Regions from separate parts of the Sus scrofa genome. Here regions 2, 3 and 4 are each linked to region 1. The links are chromatin contacts, called in public Hi-C and promoter capture Hi-C maps. All regions are on one chromosome and are shown on one strand. Each heading gives the region's core, a stretch centred on a gene start, on an enhancer-like site or on the middle of the called end of the contact. The rest is flanking DNA. Distances are from core to core; before and after follow the strand shown.

Evidence for each region. Promoter capture Hi-C pulls out the DNA fragments that hold promoters and counts their contacts. Hi-C and Micro-C count contacts between places; a contact is called where the count stands out from the background.
Region 2: a promoter capture Hi-C map of liver shows a contact between it and region 1, with 5 times the contacts expected there. The contact joins the promoter of NAPG here to the promoter of VAPA in region 1. A contact is called at or near these places in 2 of 5 promoter capture datasets (fetal skeletal muscle and liver), 5 of 47 Hi-C or Micro-C datasets (liver and skeletal muscle) and 2 of 2 datasets of contacts at active chromatin or transcription factors (alveolar macrophages and skeletal muscle).
Region 3: a contact with region 1 is called in a promoter capture Hi-C map of fetal liver, with 3 times the contacts expected there. The contact joins the promoter of TWSG1 here to the promoter of VAPA in region 1. A contact is called at or near these places in 2 of 5 promoter capture datasets (fetal liver and liver), 1 of 47 Hi-C or Micro-C datasets (embryonic fibroblasts) and 1 of 2 datasets of contacts at active chromatin or transcription factors (skeletal muscle).
Region 4: a Hi-C map of liver shows a contact between it and region 1, with 4 times the contacts expected there. The contact joins the promoter of RALBP1 here to the promoter of VAPA in region 1. A contact is called at or near these places in 1 of 5 promoter capture datasets (liver), 4 of 47 Hi-C or Micro-C datasets (embryonic fibroblasts, heart right ventricle and liver) and 2 of 2 datasets of contacts at active chromatin or transcription factors (alveolar macrophages and skeletal muscle).

Annotation. Positions count from the first base shown.
Region 1 is chr6:98,252,997-98,256,099 of Sscrofa11.1, forward strand. It overlaps VAPA (vesicle-associated membrane protein-associated protein A), which reads right to left and starts at 1,276. Exons shown (of 7, transcript XM_021096053.1): 1 at 957-1,276. The coding sequence starts at 1,035.
Region 2 is chr6:97,973,296-97,976,482 of Sscrofa11.1, forward strand. NAPG (gamma-soluble NSF attachment protein) reads right to left here and starts at 1,679. Exons shown (of 12, transcript XM_021096051.1): 1 at 1,239-1,679. The coding sequence starts at 1,294. LOC106508392 (a long non-coding RNA gene) reads left to right here and starts at 1,472. Exons shown (of 3, transcript XR_002344996.1): 1 at 1,472-2,712.
Region 3 is chr6:98,676,315-98,679,647 of Sscrofa11.1, forward strand. TWSG1 (twisted gastrulation protein homolog 1) reads right to left here and starts at 2,008. Exons shown (of 5, transcript XM_003127831.4): 1 at 1,765-2,008; 2 at 282-438. The coding sequence starts at 404.
Region 4 is chr6:98,597,229-98,600,769 of Sscrofa11.1, forward strand. It overlaps RALBP1 (ralA-binding protein 1), which reads right to left and starts at 1,717. Exons shown (of 11, transcript XM_003127830.6): 1 at 801-1,717.

The DNA of each region.
Region 1 (3,103 bases), core at 26-2,525:
CTTACTATGAAAACATTACAACTGTGAAAGTGTCAAACTCTAGGAATATTTCCTGAACTAAAACTCATGTTAAAGGCGTCTAAGCTCCTAGCGGCAATACACACAGGTTATCCAGGAGAAGAAACTTCCTCTGTAAACTCCGCCTGCCAAAAAATCAAAGCAAAATACTTAAATTCTCGAAAGAACACATACCACACACTAAACTCCTCCATCCTAAGTTAACAGTTATTTGAGTTGGGTCATTTCATGATTCCCCAAAGGTGTGTTTTCTTTATCAGCGAAAACCATGTAAAATCAGGCTGCACACACAAACTTGCCACAATAAAATGTACTTTATTCCTCTCAAAATACTTCGTGGGGTTGTCTTAAGATCAATTCCTTACCTAACAAGCAGCTCCCTGACATTTCCATTCAAAGAAATTTGAAGACACTGAAGAGCTTGCAAAATAAGGCAGTTACACAACACGGCTGTCAAAACCCCAGAACGCAACACTTTAGAATTCCTGACTACCCCAAACGTCTCCCAAGGAAAACCACCTAATGGCTGTTCTCCAGGACGCAACCCTGCAGGGCAGTAAGGCTGCTCTTTCAAGCCCTGGAACGGCCACACCTGCATGATCCCTGCGCTAGTCCTCGGTGCGGGAACTCAAGTCCCAGATACACTGTCCCGCAGGCGGGGTTCGCTTCCCGGGGGAACCGCTCAGAGCCGCCCCCTCCAGCCCGCCCGCGCCCCGCCCCGCCCCGCCGCGCCCCGCCCCGCCCCGCCCGACCCAGCTCGGCCGGGCCCAGCGCCACCGCCGCACCGAGGCGCCCGCGGGCCGCAAGATGGCGGCGGCCTCGCCGGGCGGGGGGCGGGGGCGCGCGCACCCGCGCGGGAGGGGCCGTGGCGGCGGGGGAGGGGGAAGGGGCCCCGGGCGCGGCCGCCACCCTGCCCGCCCGCCTGCCCGCCAGCCCACCTTTGAATTTGAGGTCTGTGGGCGGGTCGAGGACCAGGATCTGCTCGTGCTTCGCCATGGCCCCGGAGGCGGACGCCATCGGAGAGACAGCGGAGAGCGGGGGCGCGCCCGCGGCGGCCGGTCGGTGGCTGCGGGCGGGGGGCGGCGGCGCGGCTCGGCCCGGGTCGACGCGGGGCCAGCGCTCGGCTCCCGAACCCGACGCCCACCGCTGTGTCGCCGGCTCGGAGGGCCGCCCGCCGGTCCGCAGCTCCGGGTCTCACAACTGACTCAACCCCACACCAGCCGCCGCGGCCGCGCGCACTGCGATCCTCGGCGCCCCACGTGACGCTCCTGCGTGCTTACGTGCGCGCCCCTGCGGCCGGGAACGTCTCGCGCAGGGCCTGCCCTCCACGCCGGCTTGGCGCGCCGCGGACTGCTGCGCTTGCGCGCCACTGGCCGGGCCAAGCTGGACGCCCGGCCCGGCTGTCAAGGGAGCGGGTGTGGACCTGGGCGGAGCTCGGCTCCAGGGCACCGATGCGGCGCGCACCGCAGGGCAGCAGAGCGCAATCCTCGGTCACGTTTAACTGCGATTACGACAGCGAGGAACCTGCTACTGCAGTGCATCACTACCTACCAAGTTGGAATGCCTAACAGCAGAAGGCGCAGCAAGGCTCGTTGACTACAACTCCCAGCACGCTCCGCGCGGGGCAAGTCTCCGCGCGGCCTGGTCCCCCTGCGGCGCTGTACAGTGCTTGCCGGGAATTGTAGTAGCTGCTGTGGGTGGCGGGAAGGAGAGGGGTCCTTTAAAGGCAAAGGGGATGGGGTGCGCTAAGACTCACTTTGGTTCTCGGAGAGCGTCTCCATCTGCGCTAAAAAAAGAGAAGTAAGAACTTTTGGAGCTCGACCCAAGGTTCACCTGGTTAGAAATATAAACTATGCCTTATGAAAAACATGTGGGGATCTATCATTTTGCTAATTCTCTTCATCCCTTCCTCGGTAGCCAGAATTCCCAGTCGTTTTCCAGTCCGAACTCTCCTGCCTCCTCAATTCTCTCCAGTGATGCGAAAGCCGAGGAAGAAACACACCTCCTTTAAAAAGCAGACGCGTCGTTGTGGATCTGACGAGGCACACGTATCAAACTGGAAATAAAAGTCAAAATCTGCAGCGTTCGTTGCTGTAGTTCTGTTCTTCAGTTTTGACTGGTAATGATAAGCCCAAACCAAAACAGTGGTCACGTTCACAGGTTGGAAACGAATTCTGTCTGCATCATTACGGAAGACTGGTAAACCGAACCAAAGGGGGAAAAAACCCACAGCCAAGTTGCTGACCCATCTTTAACCGATTGCCAGCGTAATCATGGGCAGGAACATGAAATGTGCCATAAGTAAATCGTTATGCTACTGCGAATTTAAATCCCTAGGAAGCACCACAGAACAAAGGACAAATTGATGCTGCCATGAAGGAGCAGCCCAGTCTGTCTAGAAAGCAAATGAGGCAAATGGGACGATGGCCTAGGCTAGGCACAGTGTTAATGTTTTCACTGCGGTCCAGGTATCAGCGCCCCTCTAGGAAGAGCTTTGCAGAACAGCTAACCTAGCATCACACTAGCCTCTGTTACAGGAGGGTAATGCATCTCCGAAACTTTGGAGGATAGAAGCACTGAAATATTCAAAAATCATGTGTAAATTTACATCTCCTTTGGTTACCTTTTATCCACAAAGTTACTTTGAAATTTCAATTATAAAGAATACAAAAATTACCCGTTTATCAAAGGAGGGCTTAAGGTTAAAAAAACAAACAACAAAAAGAGACATTGAAATTGACAGTAGCTCCACAAGATATTGTCCCTCATATGTTTAGTTTCGAGGTGTATCCAGATTGTTTTTTTTTCTTGCCTAAGAACTCTTATCTGTGGGAAAGTTAGCCTGGCTGGACTGGCTCCTCTACAGCCAGATGGACACTTCTCTTCCCAGCAAGCATTTGGGAAGCCCAGTTAGCAGGCCCAGCATGCTGCAGGTTTGACCAAGCTCTCCCTGTGGGACAATGGCTGTGATCATGATCAATTCAGGACGAAACCTAAATTGGATGTATTCCAGTTTGTACATCTCTGTCATTAAGAAACCTCTGGCTGCTGCAGTAATCACCTTTGGAGTGAACTTTTCTTTTTG
Region 2 (3,187 bases), core at 429-2,928, 280 kb before region 1:
CCAACCATGTTCGTTCATAAGTAAGAACCCTGCTTGTAAGCACCTTATAGGTCATTAAAGGGGGCAGGGGACCATGGGCCAATCACATTCCTAAGAACCTTGCTTGTAAAGGCTCTGATGGGCTCATTAAAAAGGGGGGGAGGGGACCATCCCTACAAAGTCACCATCTCACTCAGCTCCATTGAAACTTACTGATAATCACATACAACCTCACTACCTTCCCCTCCCATTGTCACAGACACAGTTGTCCCCCTTTTGAAATGTCTGTCCAAGTAGAGTGGAGGGTCTTCCTGCACGGTCCCCAGACTAGCAGGAGCAGCACCACCTGGCAGCGTACAAGAAAGTGTAAGTCACTGAGCGAGCCCCAGCTCTACCGAACCAGACACTCTGGAATAGCGGCGGCAATCCAGGGTGTAAAAAGCCCTGAGAAGTATTAAAGCTTGAGAAGGGCTGAAGCACATAAGTAAGCAGTGGGACCTGTGAGACTGCAGCACAGGAGAGGCCAGAGAATGACCGAGGAGTCATCAGCAGATGCCACACCAAGGGCCCCATAAGTTTCTCTAGGAAGACTGCAGAGAAAAGCCAGGAAGACTGCAGAGAAAGGCCAGAAAGACTACAGAAAAGACACTCAGGGAGACAGAGGGAGTCAGCAAGAAAGACTCCAATGAGCCACCAGGGGACAGGAAGGACCACCTGAAAGACGAGGACGACTGGAAGACAGAAGCTGCTTTCCAGGATTCCAGGATTACTTGGCATCTCAAACGCCACACCAAAGTACAATCCGATTGAATCCTTATCTAACCTGCCCTTTCTGCAATACTTTAATTTCAGAATAATTTCAGGCTTACAGTTTAGTGACTGTCAAGCTTAGGTGTGCTTACAAATTGCCCAATGAACATCATCTTTAATTCTAAACTTCAGTTAGTGACGACCTGCTTACGACTCTGCCAGCTTCCAAGGGACCAGGGGACACCTTAACTGAGGAAAAAGAGGGGCTACCGGCCTAGGTGGGGGGAGCCCCCAGACTGCCGGGCTCCGGGGTACCAAAGAGCCCCCACTGCCCCCATCACCCGAGCCGCGACAACTTCCGGGTCGACGGTAGCGCTTCCGGGCCAGCGCCCACCCCCCCAAGCCCCGCTCGCCCGCCCCTGCGCCCCCCGCGCGATGCTAACTCGGACAGCTCTCGGAGGGGCCCGGCCCCGGCGTCCGGCCTGGGCCGCGCTGGGCCTCTCACTCACTATTTCTCTGCTTTGGCGAGGTGCTCCAGTCCCTCGTTTATCTTCTGCGCCGCCATCTCCGCGGTGCGGCCCTGACGTGGAGGCCGAGAGCCCGCCGAGTGGGCGTGGGAACGCCGAGGAGGAGGCCGGGACGGCGCCGCTGCCGCTCCACCGGGGCCTGCAGGGCTCAAACCAAGTGCGGCGAAGCGGCCCGGGAGCCGCGCAGGAAACGCCGCGCAGGCGCAGAGCGCCCGAGCTGGCCGCTAGCTTGTCTCCATGCGCAGCAGTGGTGGGTAGTGAGGGAGGTTCTCTCATTCATTCGTTCGTCAAGCACCGGTTTGTCGAACACCTACTATGCGTCAGACACTGTCCTAGTGCCGGCAGGTCGCCAGGGAGAACGAGAGACCGAGTCCGGCCCTCGTGGATCTCGCTTCCCGCTCCCTTGAAAGCGCATTGGCACTGCGATCCGTGACCGCATAGACTCGTTTATTTTTTACTACATGTGCGCCCCTACCGCCTGTCGGTCACCGTCAGGTAACCCCTGACAGATGCTCAGAAGTGAGCACTCCGTGACGTTCGGGAGCGAGGTTCGCCAGCAAGGGTCTGGCAGAAATAACAGTAACTCCGTGTCCGACTCACATTTCGTGGGGTTTCAACACCTGCAAGGTGATTCTGCGATAGCATTGCAGCTCCTTGGTCTCCACCCAACTAGCTCATACTCTCATCCCCAGGATCACACCCTCGACCTTACCAGTCATGGGTAACTAATTACTAGTGACTGTGCCCCCGACGCATCACTTTCAAGCAGACACTTTATTTCTTGCTGTCTTCTAGCTCTGATAATTTTTCACCTTCAGCAGAACTCCCACCTCTTCCTGGCCTCTGCTCCTGTTCACACCTCCCTGTTTACCCATTATAAGCTCCATGTTCCATCATTGTAACTACTCTTCTGCGTGTGCATCAGCCTCCCTGGCCCTCTTCCTTTCTCCTTGTATGGAAAAGCCCCTGTTCTCTACGGACTGGAACTGCTCTGAGCAATTGAAAGTGGTTGGAGAAAAACAAAGCAGCAACATGCTAACGTGACCCGTCCCTGGAATCTGTGCTCATACATGTCAAGGAGGCCCTGGTGCAGCTAAGTTCCTGAACTGCATTTCACTGGACCAGTCATCCAAGGGCGAAATCTCTTCCTGGACCATCTTGGGCCCTCTAGGTGTGACTCTGTAAACTAGACTGGGCAAGATGGAGGAACAGGGGGAAAAGCACACATTTATTTAACAGAGGTTTTGTGCGACACGAGAGCCTTTATAAGGAAATGAAGACCCGCAAAAGTGGTTACTCCTGTGTTTTTATGCTTGCTGTGCTAAAGGCTGGAAAGTCCTGGGAAAACACGATGGGACAAGGGCAGGAGCCCAGCACAGTGACCTGTGGAAACTAGCAAGGCCTTTGTTCTCACCACCTTCAGCACCTCTGTCTTCAGAGTGTTCCTGTCCTCCAGGTACAGGTAGCTCATCTCTCACATAGGGTATATGGGGTTCGGGAAACGCTGTCCCCAAATACGGCACCTTGGCACATGGAACCCAGCAGAAAATCCACAGTCTAACTGGTCCTTCAGTCATAATTTCTTTATTAAGGCTCCCACATCACCTAAAACTTCTGTTCAGTGAATCTGTAGTCTTTCCTCCTATTAATCTGTCTGTCACTTTCATGTTCAGACCCAGCCAGGGGCCTAAGAGGGTTGAGGAGAACTTTTTCCTCCCTTACAGGGTCTCATGGGAGAAGGGAGGAATCAAACCTGCCTGCACCTGCTCTTTCTCAGGTTCCCCCAGCTGAACCCCTTCAGTATGCCAAGGAGCCGTACTTTGGGGTAGTGCGTTCTGAATCCCACTGGGACATAATGCCTGCTGTCATGGAATGTGTGATCTGTGAGGGGGCACAAATGTTAAACCTAGTTTTATTTGAGCATCAACACG
Region 3 (3,333 bases), core at 758-3,257, 420 kb after region 1:
TTGCTGTTGGTTGTGGTGGGTTTTTTGTTGTTGTTGTTGTTGTTGTTTTTGTCTTTTTAGGGCTGCGCCCATGACATATGGAAGTTACCAGGCTAGTGGTTTAATCAGAGCTGTAGTTTCCAGCCTACACCACAGCTCACAGCAACACCAGATCCTTAACCCACTGAGCGAGGCCAGGGATTGACTAGTCCTAGTGGATACTAGTCAGGTTCCTTATCGCTGAGCCACAGAGAGAACTCTGATATACTTTAATAGTAGTAAAAAAGTAGTTTTAGTCCTACCTGTATAAGGCATTTGCTCACATCACTAGCACAGAGTGCTTTGTTACAACTCAGGGACACAGGGACCCATGTCAGGAATACCAGGATGACCAGGGTAAGCATAACAACAGAGAGTGACTTCATGTTTCTTCAGAGACACTCAGTAACTCCCAGGAAGCTGAACAAACAAACAAAAAGAAAAAAAAAAACAACCTTTAATTCAAAGGCAAGGGTAAAACAAATAAACCAAGACCCATTGTTTGTTAAAAGGCAAAAGTGACTGTTTAAAAATTATTCTCAATGAAAGATGAAAGAATCAAAAAAAGCTACAATTTTATACAGTAATATCTTGTTAACCATCTTCAAAAATACAGGCTTCTGAAATTCCTCAGACTACTCAGAAATGGTGACTGAAAGTTAAAGTGAATGTGTGTGTGTATATGTACATGTTAAGCAAATAACTAGTTTCTTACCAAACTGCTACTATTCAGCTTTGATTTCAGGCCCATGATTCAACTTTAAGCCAGTAAAGACAATACTATTAATACTGTATTATAATTTTAAAACATTTTACAATATTTTAATTCTTAGAATTAAAACAAAATTTTAAAATCCAAATTATTCCAGTGTTTTATTACTCTCTCATTTTGCCTATTAATTAAGCCAGAGTAAAGCAGTTCAGTGGGAGTAGTGAATAAAAGAAGGAAGAGTAAACTTAACTGCATTAAGGACACTAATTTATTAAAATGTGAAGATATTCTTTTAATTCTAGTTATTGAAGAACATATTAAAGTCCAAAAAGAAAAAAAAAAAAAGACCAGCATAAATTCTGACAGTGGATAAACAACCCACGTGGTCATTACACTTTAAAGGAGAAGCTGTAACTTCTTGGGGTTTAAAGCGCACCCCCAAAATAGAATCAATTAAATAAATTACTGAAGTAGGACGGATAAAGGTGCTTTTGCGGGCCTTTATGGTTACTGTAAACCTTTATTCTAGTATCAGGGAGCACAGCCAGGCAAAGGCAACGAGAAGGGGAGGAGAACCCAGGGCTTTGTCCAGGACTCGGCTTCGCGAGGCGGGGAGCCCCCGGCCCCAGGACCGTTAGGCGCCCCCTTGGCTTCGCGTAACGCTGGGGGGCCGGGGGCCGCAAGCGAAGTCCAGTCTGCGGAGGAAGGCATTTCAGCATTTTCCAGAACCGTTCCCTTCCCACGGCCACTAAAAGGGGATTATTTTCCCCTCCCAAGGTCGTCTTCATCCCACTCCCCAAGTTCCCCGGAACAGGTATTCAAGGAAACGCGGCGCGGGCGCAGCAGGTAACGCAGCCTTCAAGGGGGAACAAAGCGCCGGCCCCGCATCCGCGAGCGGCGCTGACAGGAGGACGCCCGCCCCACGCCGTTCCCCGCGGACGCGGCCCAGGCCGCGCGGGCCCTTCCTTTCCTCCCGGCCCCCGCGGTCCGCGCGGCCTCCGAACCCCGAGCCCTGCGCCCGCCCGCCCGCTCACCGTGCGCCGCGGCGCCGCGAGGCCGCCTGGCCCTAGTCCCCGGCGTGTCGCCGCGGGCTGTGGAGGCAGGCAGGCCGCGCCTCCACGCCGTCCTCCGCGCAGCGCCCGCGAGCCTCGGCGCTGAGAGACGCAGACACCGGCCCGCCGCCGCCCCGCCTGTGCCCGGGCCCGCTTCCCTCTACCTCCTCCCTCCCTCTGCCGCCAGCTCCCGCCAGGAGGCGTCTCTCACTCCCCCCGGCGCTCCGGACTGCGCGGCCTGGCCCGCCCCTGCCTGGTCCGCCCCTGCCTGGTCCGCCACGCCCCGGCCCTACAGGCTCCGCCCCCACCAGCTCCTCCACGGCCCCGCCCCGCCGGTCCCGCCACGCTCCTCCCCGCCCGCGCGCCCTAAGGCCCCGTGGCCCCACCCCCGACTTTGGCCACGCTCTCACCCGCCCCGACAAGATGCCTCGCCACGCCCTCGACCCCCAGCCCCGTCCGCGGTTACTCCCACGACAGCCACACCCCGCCCCAGACACAGCTCCCCGGCGCCCAAGAGCGCTTTCCCGCCTCCTTCCACGCCCGCATCTCTTGCGCCTTTCAGCCGGCCTCGGCTCCTGCAGACCCTTCGGTCTAGCCCTCTTCGGATTCACTTTATCCTGGTCATAAGAGCTGGGTCCTCACAGGAACCCTGAGAAGGAGCTGGTCTTGGCTGGGTTATAGGGATGCCAGACTGAGGCACCCAGTCGGTACCCAGTACAGCTGACACCTGAACCCCTTCACGGAGGCAGGATTTATTAAAAGCTCAGACTTCTGGGAGCTGCCTCAGACCTCCGGAATAAGGATCTCCTAGAGTAGAGCTTTCGTCCAGCAGTTCACGTAGTGGGCGCCTGGCCCTGTGCTCAGCCCTGGAAGAGAGCAGGGGCGCGGGGGTGCTGACCCAGAAGGACACCGACCAGGGGACACCTGGGCAGGTGGCAGGAGAGGGCTGCTGGAGCATGTGTGACCGTGACTGACAGTTCGCATGTAGATAAAGGTGGTCGAGAATGGCCCTCTGTTCTTCCCCACAACCCTGGAAATTTGCTTTTTAAAGTTTCCAGAGAGATTCAGTTGGAGCCCACCGGGCTAAAATATCCAGAAGTACTTCCCTCTGGGAAATGCTGACTTAGAACTAAAGTCTTAAGCTGGTAGGATCTTAAGTGCCTACATCGCCCTTGCTTCATTGGAGGAAAACAGAAAGAATGGCAAGAGTTGACTGGCTGAGGGGGTGGATTGAATTATTGATGTTAGTCCGTTTTTGTACAGGAAGTAAATATACATTTTAAAAATCATCCCTGAAAATTATCTGAAAGAAATAATTGAATGAACACAAATTTATCTTTAAGGGTTTTATTCTTGGTATTGCTTACTGATTAAATGAATTATGATACCCCATGCAATGGGCTAAACCAGCTATTAAAAAATAATATGGTGGATCAGATGTTCTCAAATTTTTTAGTCTCAAGACCCCTTCACACTCGCTTATTAATCAGGGCTCCAAAGAGGTTTTGTTTACGTATGCCACATCTCAGAGTTTTGAAATTAAAACTGAGA
Region 4 (3,541 bases), core at 467-2,966, 340 kb after region 1:
GCCGCAACCCTGGGACATGCACGCTCCGCTCAATAAAAAAAAAATCGGCGAAAGCTCTGCTAATGGGGCGAGTCGGTGTGTTAACTCAGTGTCCAAATGACTGTGCTTCTTTCAAAAGAATGTTCAAAATCCCTCGAATTAGTATTTTAATCACCTTCCAGAACTCCACCAGGCCCGAGACATGTTGCTTGCTCAAGAGGAAGGCTCTGGGTCATGAATCCCAGAACCTGAAGCAGCATAATGACTTCAGGTAAAGCAGAGGTGCGGGAATTTTGTAAAACCTGTTTCACTCTCACAACGACCAAGCGTGGGGGGTGGGGGGTATGCTGACCTCAATAAAGCCTTTAAGCACAAACCTAATAGACAAGGTTGTGAAAAGAATTTTCCCCTCGGATCGGTCCCGCGGAAGCCCCGGAGCTCTGCCGCTCCCGCGCTGGCGGTGGAAGACCGCGAGCCCCTCCCCGCCCACCTGGCAGCACTAGAGGCCGGTCACAGTTCCGCTGCGGTTACGTAAAGGGCCGAGTCCCCAAGCTCCATCCCCGCGCTCAGTGGCTGCCTGAGGCAGAGCCCCAAACCCACCCTCCTCCCCTAGACCCAAGAGCCCGGACACACCGCGGAGTCCCGATAGGCCAGCTGAAGAGCGGGAGAGACCGGCAGTGGGGGCGAAACGCGGAGGAACCCGCCGGGTCCAGCCCGCTAGGGCAGCCACGCCCCCGCCCCCGCCGCGCCGGCCAGGAGCCTGGCCCCGCTCCAGGCTGACATACGCCGCGACCCCCGCCCACCCACCGTTCGCCACTGACCTGCGCCCGCGCCGGGTGAGCGCCTGCCCTGCCGCAGCCGCCGCTTCCCGACTCTCACGCCGCCGCCGCCGCCGCCGCAACCACCTCCTTCGCTAAGCCCTGGGCCGGCCTCTGGCACCCCATTCCCACCCCGCCCCAGCCTCCGCCTGTTTACAATGATTGGGACAGAACCGGACGAGCCGGGCCAGCGCGCACGCGCACTCCTTCCCCGCCGCAGCCGGCTTCCCGGGTCCCCAGCTCGGCGCTGAAGGCCGGAGCCGTCGAGGGCCGGCGCCCTATGCCCCCAGCGTGGAGCACGCTGGGAGCGGTAGTCCACGGAAACCCATAGCCGAGGCTGTAGGCAGTCCTCCGCCAGGAAGCGCACTACAACACCCAGGAAGCACCACGCCTGCCCGGTCCCGGCGCCCGCTGGGGAGAGCTGGGAGCGCGCGAGAGGACGCGCCGGGCTCGAGTCCGCTGGCGCCTGCGCAGTTCCTGGTGGTGGCGGGCGACGCGCACCTTGCCCAAGCGAGGTCTGCGAGGATCGCTGGGGCGGTGCTGGCCGCGGACTGGAGGAGGGCAACGTGTTTCTTAGCTGCGGAAGCTCAGACCTTCCCGCCGGCGGGTTTCAGCCGTAACCAGTTAAACCGGCCCGGAGGCCGGCTCGGCCCGCTCTTGGGTGGGGCCTCCCCCCGCCCCGATTGGGCGCAGAGGCTTCGGCTTCCGTGGGGACTTTGGCTGCGGGTTGCGGCACAGGGAGCGCCGTGGCCTCCGCGGAGAAACTTGTGTAGACTCCGTGCCGGGACTGACCTCGGCATCCCTGAAATTAGTGTCCAGAAGGCAAACCCTCGGGTCTTGCGGTGCAACGGGGTCCCAGTTCCCACCGCCTTCTCTGGCTCGGCGTTTCCCGAGGAGCTCCTTAATTAGAACTGCCCATCGCACGGTTAGCTTGCCAACCAAAAGCATTGAATCTAGAAGAAGACCAAAATAACCGTACTTCCTCCAGAACGCCTTCACAAAAGCTGGAAGAATTGTGCTAATGCATGGCTGGAAACCAGGGGCCTTTAACTGTTACTGTTTCATAAAGTGTGGCGGTTTATTAGAGGAATGATAAAACCGGAATAGATGGCGCTTCCCGATCCTCACATTCCCACCTGCGATGCTCCTCTGAACTTCATTCCATGTTTAGATTGACCTCTCTAATCCATCTTGCCTTGCTCTTTACTCAAGGCTAACAGTAGGTCTCCCTCGTACTTTACATTTCCTTCTCAATAAAGTGCAGCCACCTTGTCTGACCTTCAAGAAGAGCCCACAATTAAAATACCAAGTTGGGAGTTCCCGTCGTGGCGCAGTGGTTAACAAATCCGACTAGGAACCATAAGGTTGCGGGTTCGGTCCCTGCCCTTGCTCAGTGGGTTAACGATCCGACGTTGCCGTGAGCTGCTGAGCTGCAGACGCGGCTGGGATTCCGGTTCCTGTGGCTCTGGTGTAGGCCGGTGGCTACAGCTCTGATTGGACCCCTAGCCTGGGAATCTCCATATGCCAGCAGGAGCGGCCCAAGAAATAGCAAAAAGACAAAAATAAATAAATAAATAAAATAAAAGCTTCTGTTTAAGTCTGGAGATACATGAATCTCCAGGACCCATGAAAACTTTTATCTGAAAAAGGAAAAATAAAAATAAAAATAAAATACCAAGTTGGTCTGTGCTTGCCATTGTTTTGACAGCTTTAAAATTTTCTTATTGCCTCACTGGCAACAGCACAGTGTCCTCACCACTGGGATCGATCGGCACGTTAACCAAGCCAGTTAGAATACTCTGCCTTTGGCAGCACCGACTGGGCCAAGGGATAGGACTGATCCAAGTTGGGCATTATTGACCCCTTGCTGGAAATTGTTATATGAACACAAAAAAGGGAGGGAAGATTGCATCTTACTGTAGCAACAGCTGACCGCCACCTTCTTCACAACAAAAAGAGGCCTTTGTGCAGCAGCAATGAATGAAGCCAAAAGGAGACTTGGAGTGCTAGTGGAGGAGGGAGGAAACAAACAGCTGACCGCATGGAGACTGTGTTTCAGTTTCAGAGGGCATGGCTAGCATACCTCTTTCTAAAGTGCTTTGAGTATGTGAACCTAGCCGAGAGAGCCAATGCAGCTATTTATTTATTATTATTTAGGGCTAATTTGTGTGGTTATGGAACATATTTGTTGGTTGCCTCCTGCAATTTATTCCTCCCATTTAAGCCACACAGCATAATTCTTCCTTTTGGTGGTGGAGGCTTTCAGAGATGGTCACCTAACTCAGTCAGAGCCGACGAGATCCACTGAGACTTGGGTTGGAGCTTCTAGTAAACTGCAGCATTCTTGCTCTTCTGGTATGGTGAAAGTTTATGCGGTCTGCAACTGTGGCAGCTGTTTTGCTCCTAAAGAGGAAAGCCTGGAGGGATAGGGTTTATTGGAGAGGCACCAGTACAGCCTGATGATGAAGTCAGTACTGTCAAACGTGCGCTGGGAGACCCTTGTGTTGCTGCACATTAGAGCTGCACTATCCCATCTCACCTGTTTGACCTGTCCTGTAGATGATCCTATAGACGTTAGAATTGTGAGCCATAAATTTCCTGTGTTGGAGTTCCCGTTGTGGCTCAGCAGTTAAGAATCCAGTTAGCATCTGTGAGAATATGGGTACGATCCCTGGCTTTGCTCAGTGGGTTAAGGATCCAGCATTGCCATGAGCTGTAGTATAGGTCAAAGATGCAGCCTGCAT